Regions from separate parts of the Mus musculus genome. Here regions 2, 3, 4, 5, 6 and 7 are each linked to region 1. Evidence: chromatin contacts called from public HiChIP or PLAC-seq and promoter capture Hi-C data. All regions are on one chromosome and are shown on one strand. Each heading gives the region's core, a stretch centred on a gene start, on an enhancer-like site or on the middle of the called end of the contact. The rest is flanking DNA. Distances are from core to core; before and after follow the strand shown.

Evidence for each region. Promoter capture Hi-C pulls out the DNA fragments that hold promoters and counts their contacts. HiChIP or PLAC-seq counts read pairs in DNA pulled down with a chosen protein or histone mark.
Region 2: a contact with region 1 is called in a promoter capture Hi-C map of liver, with 9 times the contacts expected there. The contact joins the enhancer-like site here to the promoter of Marcks in region 1. A contact is called at or near these places in 10 of 39 promoter capture datasets (the 3T3-L1 cell line, the C10 cell line, cranial neural crest and 5 more), 1 of 484 Hi-C or Micro-C datasets (cerebral cortex) and 11 of 115 datasets of contacts at active chromatin or transcription factors (the NIH/3T3 cell line, astrocytes, cardiomyocytes and 8 more).
Region 3: a contact with region 1 is called in a promoter capture Hi-C map of second pharyngeal arch cranial neural crest, with 21 times the contacts expected there. The contact joins the enhancer-like site here to the promoter of Marcks in region 1. A contact is called at or near these places in 8 of 39 promoter capture datasets (cranial neural crest, embryonic stem cells, frontonasal cranial neural crest and 5 more), 3 of 484 Hi-C or Micro-C datasets (CD4 T cells, CD8 T cells and pro-B cells), 14 of 115 datasets of contacts at active chromatin or transcription factors (the NIH/3T3 cell line, SST interneurons, T-cell acute lymphoblastic leukemia and 10 more) and 1 of 9 other capture datasets (adipose tissue).
Region 4: an H3K4me3 HiChIP or PLAC-seq map of embryonic limb bud shows a contact between it and region 1, with 8 times the contacts expected there. The contact joins the enhancer-like site here to the promoter of Marcks in region 1. A contact is called at or near these places in 9 of 39 promoter capture datasets (the 3T3-L1 cell line, the C10 cell line, cranial neural crest and 6 more), 1 of 484 Hi-C or Micro-C datasets (cerebral cortex) and 9 of 115 datasets of contacts at active chromatin or transcription factors (astrocytes, cardiomyocytes, craniofacial prominence and 5 more).
Region 5: a contact with region 1 is called in a promoter capture Hi-C map of second pharyngeal arch cranial neural crest, with 8 times the contacts expected there. The contact joins the enhancer-like site here to the promoter of Marcks in region 1. A contact is called at or near these places in 9 of 39 promoter capture datasets (the 3T3-L1 cell line, 3T3-L1-derived adipocytes, cranial neural crest and 4 more) and 6 of 115 datasets of contacts at active chromatin or transcription factors (T-cell acute lymphoblastic leukemia, astrocytes, embryonic forebrain and 3 more).
Region 6: a contact with region 1 is called in a promoter capture Hi-C map of second pharyngeal arch cranial neural crest. The contact joins the enhancer-like site here to the promoter of Marcks in region 1. A contact is called at or near these places in 10 of 39 promoter capture datasets (the 3T3-L1 cell line, 3T3-L1-derived adipocytes, the SN4741 cell line and 6 more), 1 of 15 datasets of contacts at CTCF or cohesin (large pre-B cells), 5 of 484 Hi-C or Micro-C datasets (CD4 T cells, adipose-derived mesenchymal stem cells, cortical neurons and 2 more) and 14 of 115 datasets of contacts at active chromatin or transcription factors (the NIH/3T3 cell line, T-cell acute lymphoblastic leukemia, VIP interneurons and 10 more).
Region 7: a promoter capture Hi-C map of 3T3-L1-derived adipocytes shows a contact between it and region 1, with 8 times the contacts expected there. The contact joins the enhancer-like site here to the promoter of Marcks in region 1. A contact is called at or near these places in 6 of 39 promoter capture datasets (the 3T3-L1 cell line, 3T3-L1-derived adipocytes, cranial neural crest and 2 more), 1 of 484 Hi-C or Micro-C datasets (embryonic fibroblasts) and 7 of 115 datasets of contacts at active chromatin or transcription factors (craniofacial prominence, differentiating embryonic stem cells, embryonic forebrain and 3 more).

What each region holds. Positions count from the first base shown.
Region 1 is chr10:37,136,994-37,140,427 of GRCm38.p6, reverse strand. It overlaps Marcks (myristoylated alanine rich protein kinase C substrate), which reads left to right and starts at 1,502. Exons shown (of 2, transcript NM_008538.2): 1 at 1,502-1,994. The coding sequence starts at 1,893. 5930403N24Rik (RIKEN cDNA 5930403N24 gene) reads right to left here and starts at 896. Exons shown (of 3, transcript NR_166104.1): 1 at 1-896.
Region 2 is chr10:38,438,155-38,441,502 of GRCm38.p6, reverse strand. No RefSeq gene overlaps it. Among named protein-coding and RNA genes, the nearest start is that of Gm40624, 85 kb to the right of the region's middle. Within about 2 kb of position 1,627, at least 3 of the 459 cell types and tissues checked have an H3K27ac peak or open chromatin away from gene starts, as enhancers often do. A contact at or near this core is called in liver, where this site is marked.
Region 3 is chr10:38,874,155-38,877,483 of GRCm38.p6, reverse strand. No RefSeq gene overlaps it. Among named protein-coding and RNA genes, the nearest start is that of Rfpl4b, 54 kb to the right of the region's middle. Within about 2 kb of position 1,638, at least 7 of the 459 cell types and tissues checked have an H3K27ac peak or open chromatin away from gene starts, as enhancers often do. A contact at or near this core is called in second pharyngeal arch cranial neural crest, where this site is marked.
Region 4 is chr10:38,458,201-38,461,348 of GRCm38.p6, reverse strand. No RefSeq gene overlaps it. Among named protein-coding and RNA genes, the nearest start is that of Gm40624, 100 kb to the right of the region's middle. Within about 2 kb of position 1,813, at least 13 of the 459 cell types and tissues checked have an H3K27ac peak or open chromatin away from gene starts, as enhancers often do. A contact at or near this core is called in craniofacial prominence and embryonic limb bud, where this site is marked.
Region 5 is chr10:38,703,025-38,706,066 of GRCm38.p6, reverse strand. No RefSeq gene overlaps it. Among named protein-coding and RNA genes, the nearest start is that of Gm22911, 89 kb to the right of the region's middle. Within about 2 kb of position 1,691, at least 10 of the 459 cell types and tissues checked have an H3K27ac peak or open chromatin away from gene starts, as enhancers often do. A contact at or near this core is called in embryonic limb bud and second pharyngeal arch cranial neural crest, where this site is marked.
Region 6 is chr10:39,027,695-39,031,075 of GRCm38.p6, reverse strand. It overlaps Lama4 (laminin, alpha 4), which reads right to left. Exons shown (of 38, transcript NM_010681.4): 6 at 2,380-2,454; 7 at 492-643. Among named protein-coding and RNA genes, the nearest start is that of Lama4, 64 kb to the right of the region's middle. Within about 2 kb of position 1,590, at least 11 of the 459 cell types and tissues checked have an H3K27ac peak or open chromatin away from gene starts, as enhancers often do. A contact at or near this core is called in cortical neurons, neural progenitor cells, pro-B cells and 2 more, where this site is marked.
Region 7 is chr10:38,418,076-38,421,112 of GRCm38.p6, reverse strand. No RefSeq gene overlaps it. Among named protein-coding and RNA genes, the nearest start is that of Gm40624, 65 kb to the right of the region's middle. Within about 2 kb of position 1,667, at least 1 of the 459 cell types and tissues checked has an H3K27ac peak or open chromatin away from gene starts, as enhancers often do. A contact at or near this core is called in 3T3-L1-derived adipocytes, where this site is marked.

The DNA of each region.
Region 1 (3,434 bases), core at 253-2,752:
GAACCAACTGTCCTTTTCACTCAAAGTGTGACCTATTTCCCTACAATGAACAGAAAGTAACTGTTTGACAATTCCGAGCCAACACTAAGAGAAACGAGCCATTCCCTCGACTGCTTCTCGCCTCCATCGTTCACGTTGCAGTCATTAAATGCAAACGCCGAAAGATGTTTTGGATGTTTTCATGAGCGAGACTAGAGGAATATTTATTAAGTTGCATCCTCTATCCCCTCTCCCTTCCAGATACATTAAATCAACGCCTGGTCTTTCACACACTAAAAGCGTCTGGTACTTCGGTGGCAAGGGCTGTAGCGAACGAGAGAGATATCCTACACACCGCTGTAGAGCTTTGCCTTTAGCCTGGGTTAGACGTGGAGTCTCCAGGGATTTTCTTTCTGTCTCTCAACCTTGCAGGCGATTTCTTCTGAGACTAGGACTCGGTCTTTTAGGATTTCCTCGCTGTTGCCTCTCTTCCAGGAGCACACTTGATGCTGTGCACAGACAAGTTCAAAATGAGAGTCCCTCCGATGTTGGCAGCAGGCTAGGAAAACAACCCGTGTCGACGAGAGTAGCTGCCTCCCAACTGTAAATATGGATTCGTACACTCAAGGCTCGGTCTAGTTTTACCACAGAGGAAAATTAATGATGTCGTTTCTTACAGTGATAACATGCTAGCAAGTTTCGATCTTCTGAAAATGGTCCTCACAATGTTTTGTGGAAAAGTGATCGGTAATTGGAATAGTTGGAGAGACGCGATTTGAGGTGCTCCAAGGACCAATTTCAAAATATTTTATTTCACGCCTCTAGGAGAGAAAGGAACGAGCATGGCTTAGGCTGTTTGCTGTTTTTGCGTTTCCCACATCTGGCCTACAGACCTAATTCCAACTGGAGATCTTGCTAGATGAAATTCGATCTTCGTGGTTTAAATACCTTTCAGTGTGGGACGATTTAACAATTGCAGCAGTTTTTTTAAAAAAAGAAACACCCCCCCCCAAAAAAAAAAATCCTTGCGCACTATCTGTGAAACCCTTATGGAGTGCGGAGGGAAAAAATGCTGCTAGCACACAAATCCTACCCATTGTCTTTAACACTCGTATACACACTTATACACGTAAACACACGGGAAAGATGGGGGAGGGGAGAGAATGGCTAGAGACAGACGCGGATATAGACCGGCAAGAGTCAATGCGAGTCAAGTTAAAGCTTTCTCCGCCCCCATCCATAAGTACCCCCTCCCGCGTTAATTAATTCCAAACAAAGCAAGCCAATCAAGACATGCATTATTATTTTCAGGCCGAGGGAGACGAGAAGCACGTATTTTTTAATTGATTTATTTATTTGGAAGACATTAATTCTTGGTCTGAGGCTGATTTTCAAACCGTTTGCAAAGCGCGGCTCCATTGTTCGCCCGGAGCGCAGGCCCCGCCCCCTGCTTTGTGTGCGGCGCGCGGATTGGCCAGCGCGCGCGGGGGCCGCGTCAGCGCCCGCGAGCCCATTCATCTGTGCACTTGGGCGTTGGACCCCGCATCTTATTAGCAACCAGGGAGATTTCTCCATTTTCCTCTTGTCTACAGTGCGGCTACAAATCTGGGATTTTTTTTTATTACTTCTTTTTTTAAAAAAACTACACTTGGGCTCCTTTTTTGTGCTCGACTTTTCCACCTTTTTCCCTCCTTCCTGCGCTGCTGCTTTTTTGATCTCTTCGACTAAAAATTTTTTATCCGGAGTATTTAATCGGGTCTCTTCTGTCCTCCTCGCCACCCCCACCCCCTCCCTCCGGTGTGTGTGCCGCCGCCGCTGTTGCTGCTGCTGCTGCTCGCCCCGTCGTTACACCAACCGAAGGCTCTTTGTTTCCTCTCTTGGATCTGTTGAGTTTCTTTGTTGAAGAAGCCAGCATGGGTGCCCAGTTCTCCAAGACCGCAGCGAAGGGAGAAGCCACCGCCGAGAGGCCCGGGGAGGCGGCTGTGGCCTCGTCGCCTTCCAAAGCAAATGGGCAGGTAAATTCTACCTGTGGTTCTTGGCATTTCTTGGGTGTCTTTCTCTAATCTGGACGCCTCGTCTTCCCTCTGGTCGCGCCCGAGATGCATTCGAGGGAGGGGAGCCTAGCCAGATTCTAGTCTGAAAGTTGAATGGGTAATGATAGCCTAAATTGTCAATTTTTCATAGGAAGGGTACCCTCCACCCCCACCCCAAAGGAGTGGTTCCTAAGGATCCTGGCCAATTCTTGAGTAGACCGGAGGAAGAGTGATAAATCGTCTAAAATGGCGTGGTTTGGAGATTGGCTGAACGTGACTAGTTAGATGCACCCCCCCCCCAACGCCCCTCCAGGTTGCATTTGTATTTGGGGCCACAGTGGTGTTTGGGTGGCTCACGTATTTATTGTCGAGATTGGGTCGTCTTTGAGATTTCTGGTGTGGTTGTGTGTGTGCGCGCGCGTGTGTATGTGTGTGTAGGAAGGGGGGAGCCAACGCGGATGGCGGTGGAGAAAGGCAAGCTGAGAAGGCTTGTCTTATTGTATCCAGAGGCAGTATGCCTCGGGTTCTTGGAAAGGTGGCTGGTTAGAGCCGGACAGGCAGCTTTTCCAAGTGCCTTTGCGATGGCCCTTCCCCTCCCCCTTTGGTAGCTGTGTAATTACACACCCATATGACTTTTCAAATGGTATCCTGGTGTGGTGGGAATTCTCAGTGGGTTTTTGAAGACCCTTTCCTGCCTGCCAAGAAGGGAGCAGTTCTGGTGTTTTGGTCTGGACTGTTCGTGTGAGTGGCACCTTGGCCACCCTCGAGGATTGCCTCAGTGCTGCTGCGACCCAGGCAGAGAGCCATGGTTGGGTGGGCTCAAGAGGTCGGCCATGGGTGGCTGCTTTCCAAACAGCGAGCACCCACCACGCCTCTTTTCCTAGAGCCAAAAAAAAAAAAAAAAAAAAAAAAAAAAAAAAAGGCCTGCTCTAAACCTACCGGGGCAAGACGTGCTCTGTCAAGAGCCTTTAAACCCGTTAAAAATGCAAAAAGGAGCTGCCCGGGCGCACCCCAATTTGCAGAATGATGGGCGAAGGTGGGCGTGGAAGCGGAGGCCAGACTTCAGACATAATGGGTTTTCCCCAGCCCTGCTGGTTGCCGAGCCTCGGAGAGGCCGACCGGGGCAGCCACCTGAGCTTTGTTTGCGGACTCCCGGGCTGCGCGATCCCCAGCTCGGGGGCGCCTCGGCCTGCGGGCAGGGCCCGGCTAGGCAGGGTGGGGTGGCCCCGCCCCTGGGCGCCCTCCCGCCCGCGCCCCGCTGCGCTCCGCGCGGTGGAGGAGCAGCGCCCCCTGCCGGCGCCACCCGGGAACGCGCAGCCCCGGGAGCTCCCGTTGCTCGAGGCGGAGGGAAGGGAACCTGATGCAGGCCTCAGAATGTGGGCGACTTGTGTCCACTCCCCGGCCGCCGGGCACGGAAGCTTG
Region 2 (3,348 bases), core at 378-2,877, 1.3 Mb before region 1:
TTGTCTAAAACTGAAAACAAAATCATAGTAATGGATGATGTAATAAAGTGAAGATATGCTATGCTTATTTACATGTGAATAATAATTCTACCTGTAAAGAAGACCTTAGTGTGTTTGTTTTTAAGACAATAGAAATTACTTCAAATTATCCTTTAAGAATTCAGCAATAGAAATACATTAAATGTTGCGTGAGAGTCATTTCCTGGGAAGACTCAACATATGCTTTACTCATCTTGGAAGGGACAGTCACAGAAGACCCAAAGAACAATTATTCCCATGTCCAACTTGGTTAACTGATAAATTCTATTGGTTATTTATGGTGTGGGGTTACTAACTAGGAGCAAGGGATGACTCAAAAGCAGCTACATCACCAAAAATGTCCACCCCAGAGTGAAAGAAGGCTCATAAAGCCTGGAACCCTAGAGCTCCCTGTACAACCAGCTCTACCTGTCTGAGACCCCTCCTTGTTGAGGGAAATATTAAAAGAAATAAGTTCTTGCACTAGTGCCAGCACTAGCAGGCCATGGGGCTCCAGCCAGGTGATCTCAACTCAGTGGTGTCTCTGCCCGCCAACTCTCCAGTGGTGGGGCTGGAGCTCCAAAGTTCCTCTCACTACCACACAATGCCCCACACACTCCACGGTCAGCCATCACAACACCCAATTACCTGGTAGAATTAAAACTCTTAGAGTTTATAGTTAACCAATCAGATTTGTGTATCAATAAAGTCTCAATTTACAATATGCCAATACAATAATTTCAGAGCCGATTGATAATGATAAAAGCTTTATCTCAATTATTCTAACCTTATGATATAATAACTACCTGTGATTGGTTGCAGTCATGCTGGTTCACATCTGCCTCCATTCTCCTTCCCCTTTCTCCTACATTTTCAGACTCTGCAACTCTTAACTCTGTCTTCCCTTTTCCCGTCCAATTACAGGCCTCCTTCTGCCCTTCCCCATAGTCCCTTTCTACAACTTGACTAGCCAGTCATCTTCCCCAGAATTTGGTTACTCTTTCAATAAAGACGGGAAGGAACATTCTAGAATCTCATGAGAACTTCCTAGACATATGGCATTTTGTTTATATCCCCAGTGTCATGACTGCTTCTGTTTGTAGGACACTGTGCAGCTAAGGAATCTATTATTTAGATCAGCTCATCCTGAATGGAGATAGTCACGAAAAAGTAACACCTTCCCTGAAGACTGTAGAATGAAATAATAAAATCACCTTGCAGGTGTTTACCCTACTCCTTTATGTGCAGATCATAAGGAAGGAAGGACAGTTCCATGTTCTATGTTTAATCTAATACTTTGTTGATGATGAAACCAGTCTGAGACCCAACAAAGCAAACATATTAATTATCAAGATGCAGCTACTGGACTTCTTCACTTTTTTTGGAGGGGTGACATTTTCTTGGGGCTATGTGCAGTCAAAAGCCTTTCCAGGATAGCAATGTTGGCTTCATCTTCCTTTTTTATTCTTTTGGTCATTCTCATGTTTCCACTGGGGATGCAAAGCAATAGTGTAACAGTGCTGATGCCTTGGGATCAATGCTGAGGCACTGTGTTTGCCCCAGGTGAGCACTAGGGCTAAAGCTCAGCAAGTTTCATTTCAGATGCCCTTTACAGAGCAGTTGAGGTTATCACAGGGAGGCAACAGGAAGGGAAGGTCTTACTTGAAGCACTCCAGCAAAGTTGCTCTAGCTCAAACAAACTGCTCCTGTATAATTGAATTAGCTACTTTTATCTTGAAAATGTCCAATCCTCATGAAAGTATGGGATTTTTATATAGCATTCTCACCTGCACTAAGTTCCCTGGAGAACAAATATAGAACAAGAAACTCAGACTAAGAACTTCAACTAGACATGCTTACTGAATGCCACGGTTAATGCCAGCCGTGTTTCTGATGAGCCATTTTGCAGGCCATGAGAACATTTCAGCAGGGTTCACTGTGAGTCATCTGTCTCCAAGCTTTGTTGTTGAAATGTATCAATTATTTGGATACATGTTAATCATTTCCAGAGATTCTAGTTTGCATTTACAGGATGGCTGTTTTGCCAAAGCAAATGGCCTCAACATTCCCCTCTTGTGTTTGCAATGTTTGAAATGTATCCAGATATCATGTGCATTTATCTGTGGATAAAATATTAACTGGAAATTTCATGATGAAGTCAATGATTAATATATTCACATGATTGTCAACATTTCTCCTTGCCATGTTAGCACCATTCCAGTTACATCACTTACATGGACTTTTACAGACATATCTGTCTCTGGAAAGGATGGGTGTTGGAGTAAACAAAGAGTACACATAAAACACACTCGCATTACTGGGGCACACAGGGGAGGCCAAAAATGAGTGTTGGTATTTTCTTCAATTTCCACTTTTGCTGTCCTGACTTCTGATGTAATGTAATTTGTTTTTACTTATGATCAAGCTCCATACACACACACACACACACACACACACACACACACACACACACACACACACACATATATATTCTGCCTTGCATTTGCTTCAATTACTAGCCCGTGCTACCATATATGACAAGGTCTCTGTCATTACAGTCTAATGTTTTTAGGTATATGAAAATAGTTCCATAAGCAGTTTGCCTGTTTTCTTTCTTTAAAAAAAAATCAATGGAGCCCTACCGATTTAGAATTGCAAACCTAGAGTTCTAGAACTATCAAGGAAATTCCTTGAGGTTATAGTGTAAAGAGTGGACTGATAATAAACTAAGATTAAGGTATTTGGAACAAACTATTATAATATCTGAATATTGCTTCCATCTGTTTCTGTCTCTGTTTCTCTGTCTCTATGTCTCTCTGTCTCTCTCTGTCTCTCTCTCTCTCTCTGTATGTTTGTATACATGTAAAGAGAATATCTTTTATATTGTGTGGATGCATCACCTGTCAAAAACACATTGCCTATAAGAAAGGTTGGAAGAGAAGCTTGGACATCCAAGACAAGAAAGAATTTTGGGATAGAGCGAATAATGAGAGATTCACCTGGGAAGATGTGACAAGACTGAAGCAAGGTACCTGAGCACAGAATGTAGATTAAACTAAATGGGTTATTTTAAGTTTTGATCTAGTAAGAGAAGACCCTAGCTATATGTCCAAGGTATTTGTAAATATGTCTTGAGTCTGAGTCTTATTTCTGGGAGTATGGGGCTGAAAGGGTGAGCCAGGTCATAACACCACTATATATGATAGTTCTTTTTTTTTTTTTTTTTTATTGTGGCTAGATTTAGGAGTCACGTGGTAGATTGAAGAGTAACAAAACAAAACAAAACAATGTATTTTGATGATTTTTCCTAAGTGGACAATAACAGAGTAA
Region 3 (3,329 bases), core at 389-2,888, 1.7 Mb before region 1:
CTGAGCTGGGGGCAGGGGTTGCATTTGCCAAAGCACTAACTAAAGAGCTCTGCAAACCGCATACTCGAATCACCTGGGGATCTTCAAGAATATTGAGGTTCTGGTTAGACCACAGGCCAGAGAAGTTGAACTCTGAGTCTAGGATGCAAACAGCAGTTTTCTTGTTGCTACTCAGGCAATTCCAAACACTGATTACCTGGAGAAACTAGGTCTGCAAGTTCTTTGCTTCCAGTGCTTCCAGGGCAACATGGTTTATTATTAAGAAGAACACAAGGAGCGTTAAGGAGGACATAGTTCAGAATTTGGCAAGCTTTTCCCATACAGAACTAGAGAGTAAATATAGTGTTTTAGGTTTCATAAGACTTGAAGCAAAATTGAGCTTACCAGGTAAATGCTTGTATAGCAGAAAGCAAACAAATTCCACAACTTTTGATGAAAGATCAAACAGTGGTCAGTGAGCAGTTTCATATATAACTTTCATGTCATGAAAACTACATCTATTTTGACTTTTAAAGACCATTTTAAAATATACAGCCTATTCTTACCTTGTAGTTCATACAAAATTAGGCAGTAGGCTAGATTTGGGCTTTGTGGGCTAAAGCTTTTTGGCGTTTGATATAGATAACCATATTACCTCCAATCCAAAGACAAGGCAAGAAATGGACATCTAAGTAAAAAAGTCAACTACCTTACCTAACTTTGAAAAATCACAGTTTTCTCCAAGGACAGTCCGCAGATGTAAATACATGTCAAGACAAGTCTTGTTGGCACCTATATTTTTCACAATTATTTAAAAGTAGCTGACTGAGAATGTCACGCGAAATAGAGACATTCTGACTTAAAATGATGCAAGATGATCTACGGATGTCTTTTAAAAATGCAAAGGAGATTTTGATCAGACATTCAAACATGGTGTTTAACAGATGTGCATTTCCTGAGGCCTTGGGTTGTTAAAGATTCCTTGCTACAGAGTCACCCTTCCTGTGTTTGTAAATTGCACATTTCCACCTAGGGATTATGCGGCAAAAAAACCAAACCAACCCCGCCAAAAGCCAGTTTTATAGAGTGGCTGTTTGTGTTATCAGCAAGATAGTCTGAAGTACTGTAGAGAGGCTGTGAAAGTCACTCTTCCACCCTCAGGTATTCTATGTCTACATTATCCCGAAATATGACATTGAGACTGTCATATAAAATTTCTCATTAAGCAGAAAGCATGGTGAGAAAAACTTTAAAGAAAGCCTTAAGACCTGAAAGTCTAAATATTGCTTTTGTAACTCAGTTATAAAAAAGAAAGGTCAATTGTGCTATTTCTGGGCATGAACATTTTCGATTGGAATCAGAAGTTTCCAGGCAATCAAAGTCTTTTCCCTTTGGAGTTTGTCTGCCTTGAGAATTTGCCAGGCGTTGAAGTGGGCCCTCTGCTGGCAGTTCTATTCATTGCACCTAGATTTGATTTATATTGTTTTCTGACACGTTCTTTGAACCTGCCCATATTTTTAATGTTTTCTGTTATGACTGTACATTTCACATAACAAAGAAAACATAAATTCTACGTTGCCAGCTGTAATGGTTAATAATCCTCCACTCCTGCCCTTTTGAATTGTACTAGAGTGTTGGAACATCTGGCAGTTTCCAATTTCTATGTCAGAGTGGGGTTTTGACCTCTATTTCACTTTCAAATGGGTCTCCTCAGCAGAGTAACTCTGCTTTCTGGATTAATTTTGCCATTCTCACCTTTGACCGTAAATGTGAGTTTTTAACACATGATGCTTGAGAAGGGAATGGTGCAGTTTTCAGAGGAAGCTAGGGCTCTCTTGCTCTTTAACTACTTTTGTTAGCCTTTCCAATCCGGTGACTGCAAATACTCCTCAAATCTTATTCCTCACACATCGAAATTTTTAATTTACATTTGTTACAATGGAGGGCTCATCTGCTCTAACAATCCCAGTCACAAGGTTTAAAAGTAATGACTTTTTTTTTTTTTTTTTTTTTTTTTGTAAGCTGGTTCAGCTCTGGGACCTTGAGGAGGGGCAGGGAACTGTGTTTATTAGGCCTTGTACATGAGCAATTATAAGTGTAAATACGTGAAAACATATGTATCTCATCTAGCTTCCACTCTGCTGTCCACAGCTGCACAGCAGTTTTCATTCCTAAGTTATATTTTTGCCTAGCTCCCCTTTCTAGAGTCAGCAGAGCATCCCCTCCTGGGGCTCTCACCCTTGGAGAGAGCCTTTGAAGCATCTCTGATTCTGAATTTAGTCCTTTTACTTTCTGTCTTTTCAATCCTCATGACCACTGTATAGATTGATAGCTCCTCGTCTCTGGAAGAATGCACCAGCATTTTAAACCCTGTTATAATAATAACTGTTCAACTCTGTTATAGCCCTAGTATGTGCTTAGTGTGTTCTCATCATTTCAGTCTTCCTAAAGATGATTTTTAAAATCACATTCCTGTTCTTGTAATGCTTCTCCCAGGGCTCACAAATTCAGGGAGCACCTTCGAACTCTGCCTTGAACCCTCCAACCCAATGGCCAAATCTTAACAAGGCTTATTCCCACCAGTCCAGCCTACTCTTTGCCCTCTCTTCTTTCCATATCTAGTTTACAGCTCTATTGCAGGGCTTTTTAAATATGCTCCTTGTCTGATATGTGTGCTTTCTCTCTCTTTATACAAAGTTAACTCCAATTTAATCACTAGTGTCTACATAATTTATTTAACAATCTAGTCAACATTGAGAGTTACATGTCCAGCATTCATCATTAATAGTATCAAGCATTGTATTTTGTTGTTTTTAATTTGCACTGACTTGATTTGTATTTAATTGGTATGCATTCTCTTGAGTACCCTTGATTGCTCCTTCACTACCTTTTGCCTCACTCACAAGACTATATGTTTCTGATGATAAAACCATAGCATATTCCATACTATGGTGCACCATAGATAACTCATGTCTCTCTTCTGTAAAATGGAGATAATGGTGTCTTTCTATGTCATTTGACACAGGGCTAAGAGGAAATAATGTGAAGAACTTCTTTAAAGCTTTCAAACTAGTTCATTACCATTATTATGGCAATGACATAGAATGTTTTTCCCACCCTGAACACATGGGTCTGGAATTCCTTTATGAAGACTAAGTGGATCATGGAAGGGGACAGCTATCATTTCCACCACCTCTTATCTCCAGTCACATCAGACCAGCCAAAGCTCAAGGCAGAGATCAGAACTCCAGTTCAATTTGCATATCCAGACATTGGCTGCATTCCTTTTATTTCATATAAAGACCCTTAAGGTTAGTCTTTACCTCTTGTATATCCTCTTGCAACTTGGA
Region 4 (3,148 bases), core at 564-3,063, 1.3 Mb before region 1:
CTTGGAGCTCACTGGCCAGCTACACTATCTGAATGGGTGAGCTCAAATTTCAGTGGAAGACCTTGTCTAAAAAAATTATTTAAAGAATTACTGAGAAAGACACTTTTACATACATGAACATGCCCACTTGCATACATATATGTACATGAACACACACATACACATGTACACACACACAAATACACATTCACATGCACATATGTACACACATGATGAACTAACTACAGTAAAGGATTAATCACTGAACACTCATATTAACCTCTGCAGCAATCAATGAGAATTAGATGAAAGCACTAAATTGGTTGGTTAAATATGTGTCCATTTAATGAATACTTAATCACTTTTCCATTTACACTAACTGTATAAAACATTAATATATTGAATTATAAATAATCAATGTAAGTTTGTATGCGACATTAATTGCTGAAGGTATTTACACATTTCATCTCCTTGCAACACTTTTTGTAAGAAATGTAATCAGAATAAAGTATATAAAATGACACTAAAGCTATAAACTGGACGGAATTATCATCTTCCACAACCTAGTTTGAGGAGCTGGAACGATAACTCAGTGATAAAGAGCATTTGCTGCTGTTGCAGATGATCTGGGTTTGGTTCCAAGCACCACATGGCAGGTCACAAGTACCTGTATCTTTAATTCTATGGCACCTGGAACACTCTTCTGGCTTCCCTGGCCAACAGAACACACAGGTGACATACATGCACACAAAACACTCATGCCCATAAAGGAAAAACAATTCTCAAAAATTAGCCTTGTTTGAAATTTTAATATCAAACTACTTTTACTTTTTAATAAATTATTGGGAGTCTTAGAGTAAGTAGTCTAGGCTGATCTGAAGCTCACTATGTAGTTTAGGATTATTGTGATTCTCCCAGAATTTCAGCAATCCTCCAGTCTCAGTCTCTTGAGTGCTGTGACTAGAGTTGCTAGCCAATATGTCTGGCTAATGAAGTACTTTTAAAGTATGAAACATTTAAAAGTATAAACAGAAGTATACAGAGATAGTTAAAATTCAAACTAAAGCCAAAAACATTTCTAATTTAAATGTGAAAGGAAAGATTGGGGTTCAAGTTTACCTTTCTCCAGTTTGGGGTATAGGACATTCAATTATTGTCAGTGGAATACAAGGTAGTAACAGATCCCAGGAATTTCCCTAATGTGAGGAACCAGGTGCGGCCACCACCCGAAGATGGCACCTGGCTGCCAGGTCTTATGACCTGCGCCTGACTTCTTCATTATCTCAGACTTAGCCACATCCCAGCCGCTTGCACTGCGCAGATGCCATGCCTTGTCAGCTCGCCTGAGGTGTCATCACTTGCTGTGAACCTACGGACTGCCATTACATGACTGGGGTGATTGGGAGGAGTCAGTAGGAAGGCATGCCCTGGGGTTGTGCAAGAGATTCCCGTTCCTGCATTGCAATGCTGTGTTCCTGAATAAACCTGCTTGAAGAAGGACAGCGTGATGTTGCATCTTTCCTGCTGGTCAGGGTGGATGCGGACACCCTAAACTTTGTCAACCTGCTTAAACTGGTCATGAGATGGCAAAGTCAATAAGTAACAGAGTAAGACAGATTGACTGCAAAGGTACCAAGATGATAACAGAGAAGAACTGCTCTGGTCTTTTTTGAGTTAAGATAGCCTGCGCTATCTTAACAAGACAATGAGTCTGATTTACCTCTGCCTTTGAGACATAGCTGCCCAAACAAGATTCCTGTAACCACAGGCACATCTGTAATACATGCAGGTTCCAGTTTTTCCTGAGAAAAATACTAAGCAAACCTCTTGATTATAGGCTGGGGATTAAGCTCTTCATAATCTTTTTAGAACTTACTCCAGAAATGTGGTGAGTTCCCCCTCCCCGCCAGGCTTATGTAACAAACAATTATCCTGACCAACATAGTAACTGTTGAAATGTACAATTTTAGTAAATACTTTGTTTACTTGATGTATTTCTTGGACACTGACAGCTCCCCTCCATTTTCTTATTTTCAGCATTTTGAAATAAAAATCACTCTCTGATAGAGAGATTGCCAAATAAGAGGCAAATTCTTCAATAAAGGCCCTTCGGGGTTAAGTCTGTCAAATCTTAGCACTCGGGACATCTGTCTCTAGTTGGCTGTTTCAGTGAGTACAGATGTGGAGACCCCGATGCAGTGGAACAACAGGGACACATGTTTCCAGGGAGCTTGCTAACAACACTTCTTCCTAAACCATACCAGTCTGAAGGACAATGGCTGAAAAATGTACTGGCAAGTGCTTTGTGTTTTCTAAATTGAATTATAGCATAATAATTTAATTTGTGGTTTCCCATGTGCAAGCTAAAATTTCAGTATAACAAACAGACCTAAAGAATTCCCAAACATCTGACAAGAGTATGTTGAAAAAAAGAACAAATAAAGACTAGGAAGAAAAGAAAAATTACATCTGCACAACATGGTCAGAGATGGCTTCAAATGTAGCCTATACTAAGTTTGGTGATTGTTTTATGTACTAGCACATCCTATTAATTGCCTACCTAGTGTTTCCATATCAGTCAGAGTCATCACTAATCTATTCTAGTATACATTGGGATTGTTTAATATTTATGTTCTGAGTCACAAAGACAGCTATAGAAATGGTCTATGCAGAATCTGGAAAAGCAATCAGCAGCAAGCTTGAGTGTGTTTGCACATACATATTATTAGTTCATTTAGCCACAGCACGTACTCAGGGCAAACATCTGTTTCCCAGTTACACTGTGCAGTGGTATGTTTATTAGTGGTCTTGTTACTTTCCCCATTGTAAAGTTTGTTATTAACCGTGATAAGTATATAATTTTACTTTTTACTTTGCTTTTTCACACGTGTTACTGATGTCAGATATATTGTTTATTTCTATTTCAATTTGGCACCACTTGCTTTTGGTTTCAGTGAAGAATTAAATTCAAACTGTGAGTATTTCCCACATTGGGAAGTGCATATGCAGAATTGTAGAAAACGTACAGCAGTGCCCATGAAGCAGTAGCTAAATGTAATATATTGGCTCCAAAATATGGATCTCAAACATAAGTTATAAAAAATCACCTATAATAATATTAACATGTTCTGAAATAGAAAGTATGATAGAGTTGGAGTTCAAGCAGATG
Region 5 (3,042 bases), core at 442-2,941, 1.6 Mb before region 1:
CATCTCTCTAGCGCCACCAAGTAGCTTTTATAAAATACATGGAAAATGAAGAATAGGTAGAGGATATGGATATCCACTTTAATTCACTAACTGTAAAGAGTCTGCATTTCTAGAAGAGTTAATATTTGAACTTGGTTTCAGGCTGGTTTGGTCTCAAATTCCAGCACCATCATTTACCAGTGGTACCATTTGACACACCAGACCAGTAACAGCAGCTATTACACGGGCAGTGTGAGGACTGAGCATAAGCCTGCCCAGCAGTGTCTGTCACAGAGAAGCCATTAAGTGACTTTCGAAATCCTGTGAGCTGGGTTAAGTACTTCATTATCCCATGCTAGCTGCATGGGGCAAGAGCTTTTTACAACCGTTCATACCAAGAGAAATACTATAAAAATATTAATCTATACATGATTTAAAGTCAACACCTCTCATAGTGTTGTTTAGAATTAAAAAATAGAGAAGTTAAAAAGTTGAGACAGGATCAATGGAAAAAGAATATGAAAAAGTGTAGTCTTAGAGATAGCAAACATTTTCCCAGAAGTGATCATTGATTAATTATGTAACTTTAGAGGGCATTAATTAACCTCTAATTAGCCTCTTGGGTATCAGCTCTCTTAGTCATCAAGTAGGCATCAAAACACCCTAGAGGGAAAAAATGTGCTCCTTCTCAATGTGTTATCATTACAGACTATTTAGATGCACTTTGTATGTCCAAAGAGCTTCTGGCAAAAATGATATGTTTAGAAACCAGGGGACTTCCTAGTATATCCTCAATCTTTAGTTTATGTGAGCTAAGAACTAAGGAAGGGGCTGAGCGGTGATTCTACAAACCACTTTCCTAGGAACCAGCAATCCTTAGATTATTTAGAAGGATGATGTCGAGGGGGCTTTAGCTCCTTCACTGGGGACCCTGTCCTACCCAAGGAGCTGAAGGGCTTTGCAGCCCCATAGGAAGAACAACAATATGAAGTAACCAGTACCCCCAGAGCTCCCTGGGACTTAGCCAGCAATCAAAGAAAACACATGGTAGGACTCGTGTCTCTAGCTGCATATGTAGCAGAGGATGGCCTAGTCTGTCATCAATGGGAGGAGAGGCCCTTGTTCCTCTGAAGTTTCTATGCCCCAGTATAGGAGAATGCCAGGACCAGGAAGTGGGAGTGGGTGGGTTGGGGATTAGGGGAAAGGGGGGGGGGCATGGGATTTTTTTGAGGGAAAACTAGGAAAGGGGATAACATCTGAAATGTAAATAAGAGAATATCTAATAAAAGTAATAAAAGTGTGTGGGGGGCTTTAGCCAGGTCTTGCTATTTTAGTGGAAGAAACTGCTCCTTTAGCATTGCTGCATCTAGCCATTTCTCACTTCATTAGCCCAAAGTTCATTTCCAACTGCAAATGCCACACGAGGGACATAGTACATTCCAATTTTAATTTGAAACACCTGGAGTCCTTTGGCCCAAGGCCACATCTGGGGGCCAGCATATCTCTCTGCAGTGATCTGAGTTTTGTCTTGGCCTTCCCCACAACTGCACACACAACACTAGGGAAGATTAATTTTAGTGGAAAAATGCCAAAGAAAACAAACCTCACCAAGAATTTAAAATATTGAAAACCTACTAGCTGAGACAATGGGAAGCCAATATTAGCCCCGAAGTTAAAGCATGCTTAATTAAATAAACAACTGGCATTAGCAAAGGTCTACAAGTACAAGGAATAAGAGAGCAATACTCCTCCCAAGGATAAAGTTAACTACAACCAAACCAGTGCTCAGATGAAGAACAATGCCCTGTTTTCTTTTTAAGAGATTGACTTATTTCTACTTTGCATGTATTAGTGTTTTGCCTATATGTGTGTCTGTGTGCCATGTGCCCCCCTAGAGTTATGGACAGTTGCAGGCTACTATGTGGGGCATAGGTCTCTGCTAGAGTAGTGAAGTGCTCTTAACTGTGGAGCCATTGTTCTAGTCTCTCTTTCCCCAGTTCCTTTCATTTTTTAAAAAATTCATATTTCTTTTTTCAATTTTTATTAGTTATTTTTTTCATTTACATTTCAAATGCTATCCTGAAAGTCCCCTATATCCTCGCCCCACCGCCCTGCTTCCCTACCCACCCACTCCCACTTCTTGGCTCTGGCGTTCCCCTGTACTGGGGCATATAAAGTTTGCAAGACCAAGGGGCCTCTCTTCTCAATGATGGCCGACTAGGCCATCTTCTGATACATATGAAGCTAGAGACACAAGCTCTGGGGGGTACTGGTTAGTTCATATTGTTGTTCCACCTATCGGGTTGCAGACCCCTTTAGCTCCTTGGGTACTTTCTCTAGCTCCTCCAGTGAGGGGGGGGGGGGCTGTGTTCCATCCAATAGGTGACTGTATTTGCCAGGCACTGCATAGCCTCACATGAGACAGCTATATCAGGGTCTTTTCAGCAAAATCTTCCTGGTATAATCAATAGTGTCTGCATTTGGTGGTTGATTATGGGATGGTCCTCCAGGTGGGGCAGTCTCTGGATGGTCCATCCTTTCGTCTCAGCTCCAAAGTTTGTCTCTGTAACTCCTTTCATGGGTATATATACAAAGAGCTCAAGAAGCTGGACTTCAGAAATTCAAATGACCTCATTAAAAAATGGGGTACAGGGCTGGTGAGATGACTCAGTGGGTAAGAGCACCTGACTGCTCTTCCGAAGGTCCAGAGTCCAAATCCCAGCAACCACATGGTGGCTCACAACCATCTGTAATGAGATCTGATTCCCTCTTCTGGAGTGTCTGAAGACAGCTACAGTGTACTTACATATAGTAATAAATAAATCTTTAAAAAAATGGGGTACAGAACTAAACAAAGAATTCTCAACATAGGAACCGAAGGGCTGAGAAGCATCTGAAAAAGTGTTCAACATCCTTAATCATCAGGGAAATGCTAATGAAAACAACCCTGAGATTCCACCTCACACCAGTCAGAATGGCTAAGATCAAAAATTCAGGTGACAGCAGATGCTGGTGAGGATGTGGAGAAAAAGGAACACTCCTCCATTGTTGGTGGGATTGCAA
Region 6 (3,381 bases), core at 341-2,840, 1.9 Mb before region 1:
TGAGAACAAACACATTTATGTATATGTTTGTGAGTTTGAGGATGTGTGTGTATGTGTGTGTGTTTCACAAAGAGATTGAGAGACTGGAAAAACAAGAGAGAACAAGTGTAAGAAGGACAAATTGGAAGCAGGGAGGAAAAACTCCCCTAAACCCTGCAAACTGAACTAAGGTATACCGGGCAGACTTGCACTTGAATAATAAAGACACAGCTTAGAAAATAAAAGTTTCTCGTGTAGATATTAATCTTTTAGTCATTTCGTTTTTCACAGACTCTCTTACATAAGTCTACTGCTTTTGATTGAGGCATTAGCTCATGATTATCGTGAACTTTTCTTAACTCTCTGTGTAACTGGGTATTATCTATGTTGAACCTACACAATCTATAATATAACCATGGAACTCAGATGCCAACAGGTCCTAGAGGTTGCTAAGAGGGAGCCTGTGGAACTGCAGTGAAAAGAGCAGACAAAAAGAGCAACATTCAACATACTCTGAGGAGGTGGATGGTAGAGTTCATGTCGGTCACGTGTCTATGCGCCGCAGCGCCAGAGGACACGCTCAGCAGCCCGGATTTGCTCTCTTCGATGGAGAGCGCTGCTAATCGCAGGTCATCGGTCAAGTCCCAGACGCACTTATCACAGCCTGGAGATGAAATAGGAATGTCATTTCTGCAGAGCCAAAAGGCAGCCTGGATTCATATGGCTTTAATATAGACCCCCTTGGTTAGTACCATGTTTATTTTTATTTCCCAAGAAATTGATACGGCCACATAGAACCTGTCTTTACCAAACCAAGCCATACATCGGGCAGGAGTCCCACTTAACATAATGAGAACCAGACATTGAGACAGCAGGTTAATAAGAACACTAATTGTTAACAGAAAGGACTATTATAGGATAGGTGGAGAAGAAGCCCTTACCACTTTTCCTATTATTCATGGTCCCCTTACCCCCCAGATTCTGATCCTGTCAGCTTCCTGTCTTTGCTTGGTGGCAGCTGGTAGAGCAGGCTGGGGGCCAAGCATCATTCTTTTCTCATCAGCTTCTCTCAGTCAGTCCAGGAATGCTGCACCTGCCTTTGCCTCCCCCAGGGAGGGCCTGGCTCCTCTCCATGCCCCCCACCACGACCCTGTGTCTAGATGAACAAGTCCTCAGAGCAGGACTGTAGGGTACACTTGTTGGCTAATGTCATGACTTGGTCTCTGAGGTAGGAGCTAAAGCTGAAACTAAACCTGGACAGGCTCAAGAGACAAGCCCCAGCTTCTCTCTCCTCACCTTTCACACTGTGAGCCCCACCCGGAACCCAGCTGCCCTCCATGGACATAATTAAAAAGAACACACACCAAGCCTTGAGCCCCATCCTGGCCTCTCTGCACCTTGCCGATTCCCAAACTCCTTCCCACAGGCTCTGCTATTTCCTGCAGAGTTGTCAGACACTAAAGGGTTAATGCATGCTCATTTGTTAATTTGTTATTAACATAGCACTACCTTTAAGCTCCCTTAGAAAATGAGTCCCCAGACTACACTTCAGGCTGCTGAAGAAAAATGTTTAAGGCTATGTAGGCATCTGGCCGCCTTTAAGTGGAGCTAGTCCAGGATGCTGTAGTTGATAACTGCAGGCTTTTCCCTGCTGTGTCTCACATCTCGGGCATCTTCTAAGAGATGATAAACTGGCAGTTTTATAATCTTCTACCCACAAGGACTTTTTTGGGACCGATATACTTTTCCTTGGAGGAAGGGATGCATGATGTTCAAATACTCTTTGAGACAAAAAATTTTCGTTGCTCTTGAGTGACAGAGCAATTTAAGCAAAAGAGAAGGCAGCTCTACTTTGTAACTCCTTGTCAGTTTACTTCTGGTCAGTCTTCACATTTGGGTGTGTCGGGAAGAGCTGCTTAAGTCTCCTGGCTTTTCAGTTTCTACAGCTGCCCGGGTAGCACCAGTCAGCCAACGTAGACAGGGCTCTGTCCTGAGAGCTGAGTGTGAAGACTAGGTAAGTAAGATGTCTAAAGTCTCAGAGTGAGGTCCGCAAAAACTGCCTCACTGCTGACTGAGATGGAGGCCACCAGGGACCTTTGCACAAGGTCCGTTACCCTGGAGCAAATACCAGCTGCTAAACCAGGGGTGGGAGTGAAACCCTTTCAGGGAAAGTGATATCACACTCATACATTTACTACTTATTGTGATGTGTGTGTGTGTGTGCGCAAATGTGAGTGTGGATGTCAGAGGGTATCTTGTGGGAATCAGTTCTTTTCTTCCACATTTTCGATTTAAAAAAAAAAAAAACTACAAATGGGTTGCAACACCTGTTAGCATATTAGAGAAATTGGTTAGTCATTAAGGTTCTGCTACTTTTCCTTATAGTTGGGCAGTTCTTGCCTGTAGGGACTTCAAATCCTTCTTCCAAGCACTCTCCGGTTACACTGTCACACGGGCCGCCCCCACAGTTGCACACTATGGGAGACAGAAACACAGAGTAAGGAGCCATCTTCTCATGCCTAAAACAAGACGGTGTTTCCATGGTTTCCAGAAATGCTGGCTACTGGTGTGCAATCCTGCGATGGGGATTAATTATATTTATCCTGAAGGGTATGGAGTCTGTGATAACATCCTTTAACCAGTTCAATGCAGGTAAGAGATGTTAAAAATAGGACTGGAAGCAAAACTGAATCTCGCTTTCCTAGGATTCTTTTCCCAACTCTTTAGGATGCTATCCTAACGCAACAGATGCCTCAGTCCCAAAAGGCCCAGGAAATTTCACAAGGAAACAAAGGCCACAGAGCTCAGCATTCTCCTTCCCTCACAGAGTCTCCACAGCAGCGAGGTCCCTGCCAGCTGTGAGGGAAGAGCCCCAGAACGGGACAGTGAGGAGGCCCAGGAGCAATGCTTGCCTCCTAAGTTTTGACCCCTGGCAAGAATGACTCCAAACTCCAAAAGAGAGGTATCTGGGGAGTGGATGCTAGGCATAATTCAGGGAAAGAATTGGAAACAAATTTACATGAATTTAAAAGGCTTTCACCTACTGATGGCTTTCTGTAATGCCTTTATAAAAACAAAATTCAATCTTATCTGGCTTTTCATTTTTTGCTAGTTCCCCCCCCCCCCCCCCCAGGGTGGGGAGCTGGCAAGGGTGGGGACTGAACCAAGCATATGGTTTACCACTGAGTTACACTCCCAATCCCCTCTGAGTTTTTGTGTGGAAGTAAATTTATAACATTTTAAGAAGAATTCCTAAGCTATCCTAAGCTGGTCATAAGTTGCAATAGAACTGTGAGTTGCCCTAACAGAATGATCATAGCAGATTAGCTCCAAGGGGCACATCACTTATTACACGTCAGCTATGCAGTGCTCCACACAATGCAGACTTATTAGACCCCGCTG
Region 7 (3,037 bases), core at 418-2,917, 1.3 Mb before region 1:
CCCATGGTGGTTCTATATAAAAGAGACAGCCCCTGGTTCCAAACTGTTTGTTGGTTGCTCATCGTGGAAAATGGATACATACCTACTTCTCAGGGTGGACCTGAGGTTAAATACCTTTTGCAAGAAGGAATGCCTGGGAAGGGAGCTTATTGTCTAAATACTTAGTGCCTCTACATACCTCATCAGCATGGAGAATTCTGTTCTGGTCCTGCATGATCACAGGTTACGTTTCCTCATGTGGAAAGTGTGGCCCATGTTCTAAGCCAGGAATTTGGCAGGGATGTGTCTGCTATCTCTTGTGTGTACCCACAAATTTCCAGGGTCTCAGACTCACTCTACCCAATAAGATTCCTGGTATGGTTAACCATCTCACAGACCATGGCAAGAGTTGGGGAACATCCACAGGTGGACAGCCTACTTGGACTTCTGGAGGCCCACATAAGCTCTAGTTGATCACAGAATCCTAAAATAACATTTTTTAAGATACTGAATACCAGGCAATGAAAGTCAATACATTTTGAAAATGTTATATTTTTGTCCTCATTATATTTTTGTTTTTAGTAGTTTGAAATATGAGGGACTACTTTTTAAGTTATTATCCTTCTTTTATTCAGTATATTCTATTAACATCTACCATGTGCCCAACATTCTAAGCACTAGTGATACAGCAGTTGAGGTAGGAAAAAAGACAGGAAAATAAAGCTATAAATAAAATGTATAATATGTCAGAAATGATAAATGTTTTAATAAAGAAGATAGAACACTGGGTTTCTGTGTCTATTTTAAATGACATAAACAGAGAGAACTAGGGTAGATAATGACATTTGAGCACAGATATTTATACCATTAAGGAGAAAGCTACATTAGTCCCCAAGGGAAAGCCAAACCAACAATGAAAATAAGAGAAGATGGTATAGGCATACTATGTGCTCTGAGGGATTTCTTAACAGTATTGAATGTATAGTCTGTTGTAGATGCATTTACAACTAATGGATACACATTCTGCAGAATGTGAAAAAGAGTGATGGAGGGTATCATGGAGAAATCTCAGAAGAATACTATATAATACCCCTCATTTGGCAAGGTAAAGGCAGGCAGTGGGGCAGACAGCCAAAACAAACAAATTCAGTGCAACAGGGACTGCTTACCAACTGAAACAAATCAACAAACTGTGTGAGATGGATTCCTTCCAGAGCAGATGTTGCCCATAGGCAACAAACACAGAGCACAGAGAGAGAGAGGGAGGAAGGGAGGGAGGGAGGGAGGGAGAGAGAGAGAGAGAGAGAGAGAGAGAGAGAGAGAGAGAGAGAGAGAGAGAGAGAGAGAGAGAAGAAACTAGCTGATTGTCTTCCCATCTCTTGTGGCCAGAGACATAATAGGTTTCCAACCCATGGCAATGGAGTAAAACAACTTTTTAAAAAATAATCAGAATTTATCTATTGAGACTTGTGGCTGTTTTGTTAGAAAGCTAAGGTAGGCTAGGACCTGATGGAAAAAAGCACTTTGGAATGGAATGCTCACAGGAGACACCCAACACCAAGCTCCATCTTTACTGTGGCAACTTTAAAGCAGCAGTTAATGTAAAAGGAGCAGCTGAAGATAGAGAAGCCTAGAGGCATTGCCAGAAACTTCACAGCTCGAGAAGACAAAATTGGCTGACTAGAACCCAAAATTGTGTTGATAAATGTCCTAGCAACCAAGCAAAATACTGGAAAGCTACACTAAAAGAGTCTGGAAATAGAGCAACCTTAGTAAGAAACTGCAAACCAGTTTCCAACCAATTAAGACCACTCTGAAGTAAGGTGCTTTTCTGCCCTAACTGCCAATTAGGGCAAAATTCACATGTCAGTGAAGACAATTGCAGCCAGAGGGGTTGAATATCTCTGTGTGTCTTTCAGCTATGGTTTCAGGCATTCAAGGAAAGAGTGCCATGACTCAAGCAAGAGAAAATGAAGATCTTGGAAATTTGACCCAAGGACACAGAAGCACAGGCAGGTAAAAACCACATTACCTGTATGAGTTGCTCAGCTAGAGCTTGGAGCTGATCATTTGTGGTTCTGTGACTACCGACCTCCCATGATGACTCAGTATTTTAGTTGAAACAAAACAAAACAAAAACCAAACCAAAACAAAACAAAAACAAACAAGTGTAGTTTGCACACAAATGAATGGGAATAACTGTGTCCCAATAAACTTGTATGAGGTTCTATTTCCCAACTTAATCTGTGTTCTCTGTCTAATGAGCTAAAATTTCATAGTAAATTTTTAAAATAGATATAAGGTGCTTTCTACCAAGTAGTGAAGATACTCTTACCTCAGTACTTTTGCTTTATGGCTTATTAAAGCCTTTGGAATATGACTGAGAGAGCAGAGCATGGAGACTGAGCAGTGTCAGAGATTAATTGCTTGGCTTCAAGGGTTATCACTTAGAAATACACTAGATTTTAAAGCTTCTAAGACATCTTCTTCTAAGGCACAATATGCAACAGTCCTTTAAGAAAAACACCTTGAGACAGGGACACCAGCAGCAGCATTGTGGTGTGTGAACCACAGGGCAGCAGAGAGCAAGCTGTGCTCTCTGTTCATGGTTCAAGCTGGAAGAACTTTATAGCAAATGAATGCTCTTCTCTAAGGCTTGGTGAACTAGAAATGGTCTGACCAAATCAATCCATATCCAGGGAGATAAAATAAATGTATACTTGTTAAATAAGTGAAAGTATTCAATAGGAGCTCTTAAAGAAGACTGTCTTCAAGGAACTTGGAAGATTATTTGTTAGAAAGGGAGCACGCTCAAAACCCTAGAAAACTAAAAGAGTAACATATAGGTTAATACCCTTAAGTTGACACACTGACAGATTTCAAGATATAGGGGTTGTAGATAATTTCTACTTCAAACCAAATAGTCGCCAGGACTTCAGTTTTGCCCATTGTGATAGTGATAGTGATAGTGATAGTGATAGTGATAGTGATAGTGATAGTGAGCAGAGCTGGTGACCAAATATATAAATATTTATATATACACATATAACACACACAA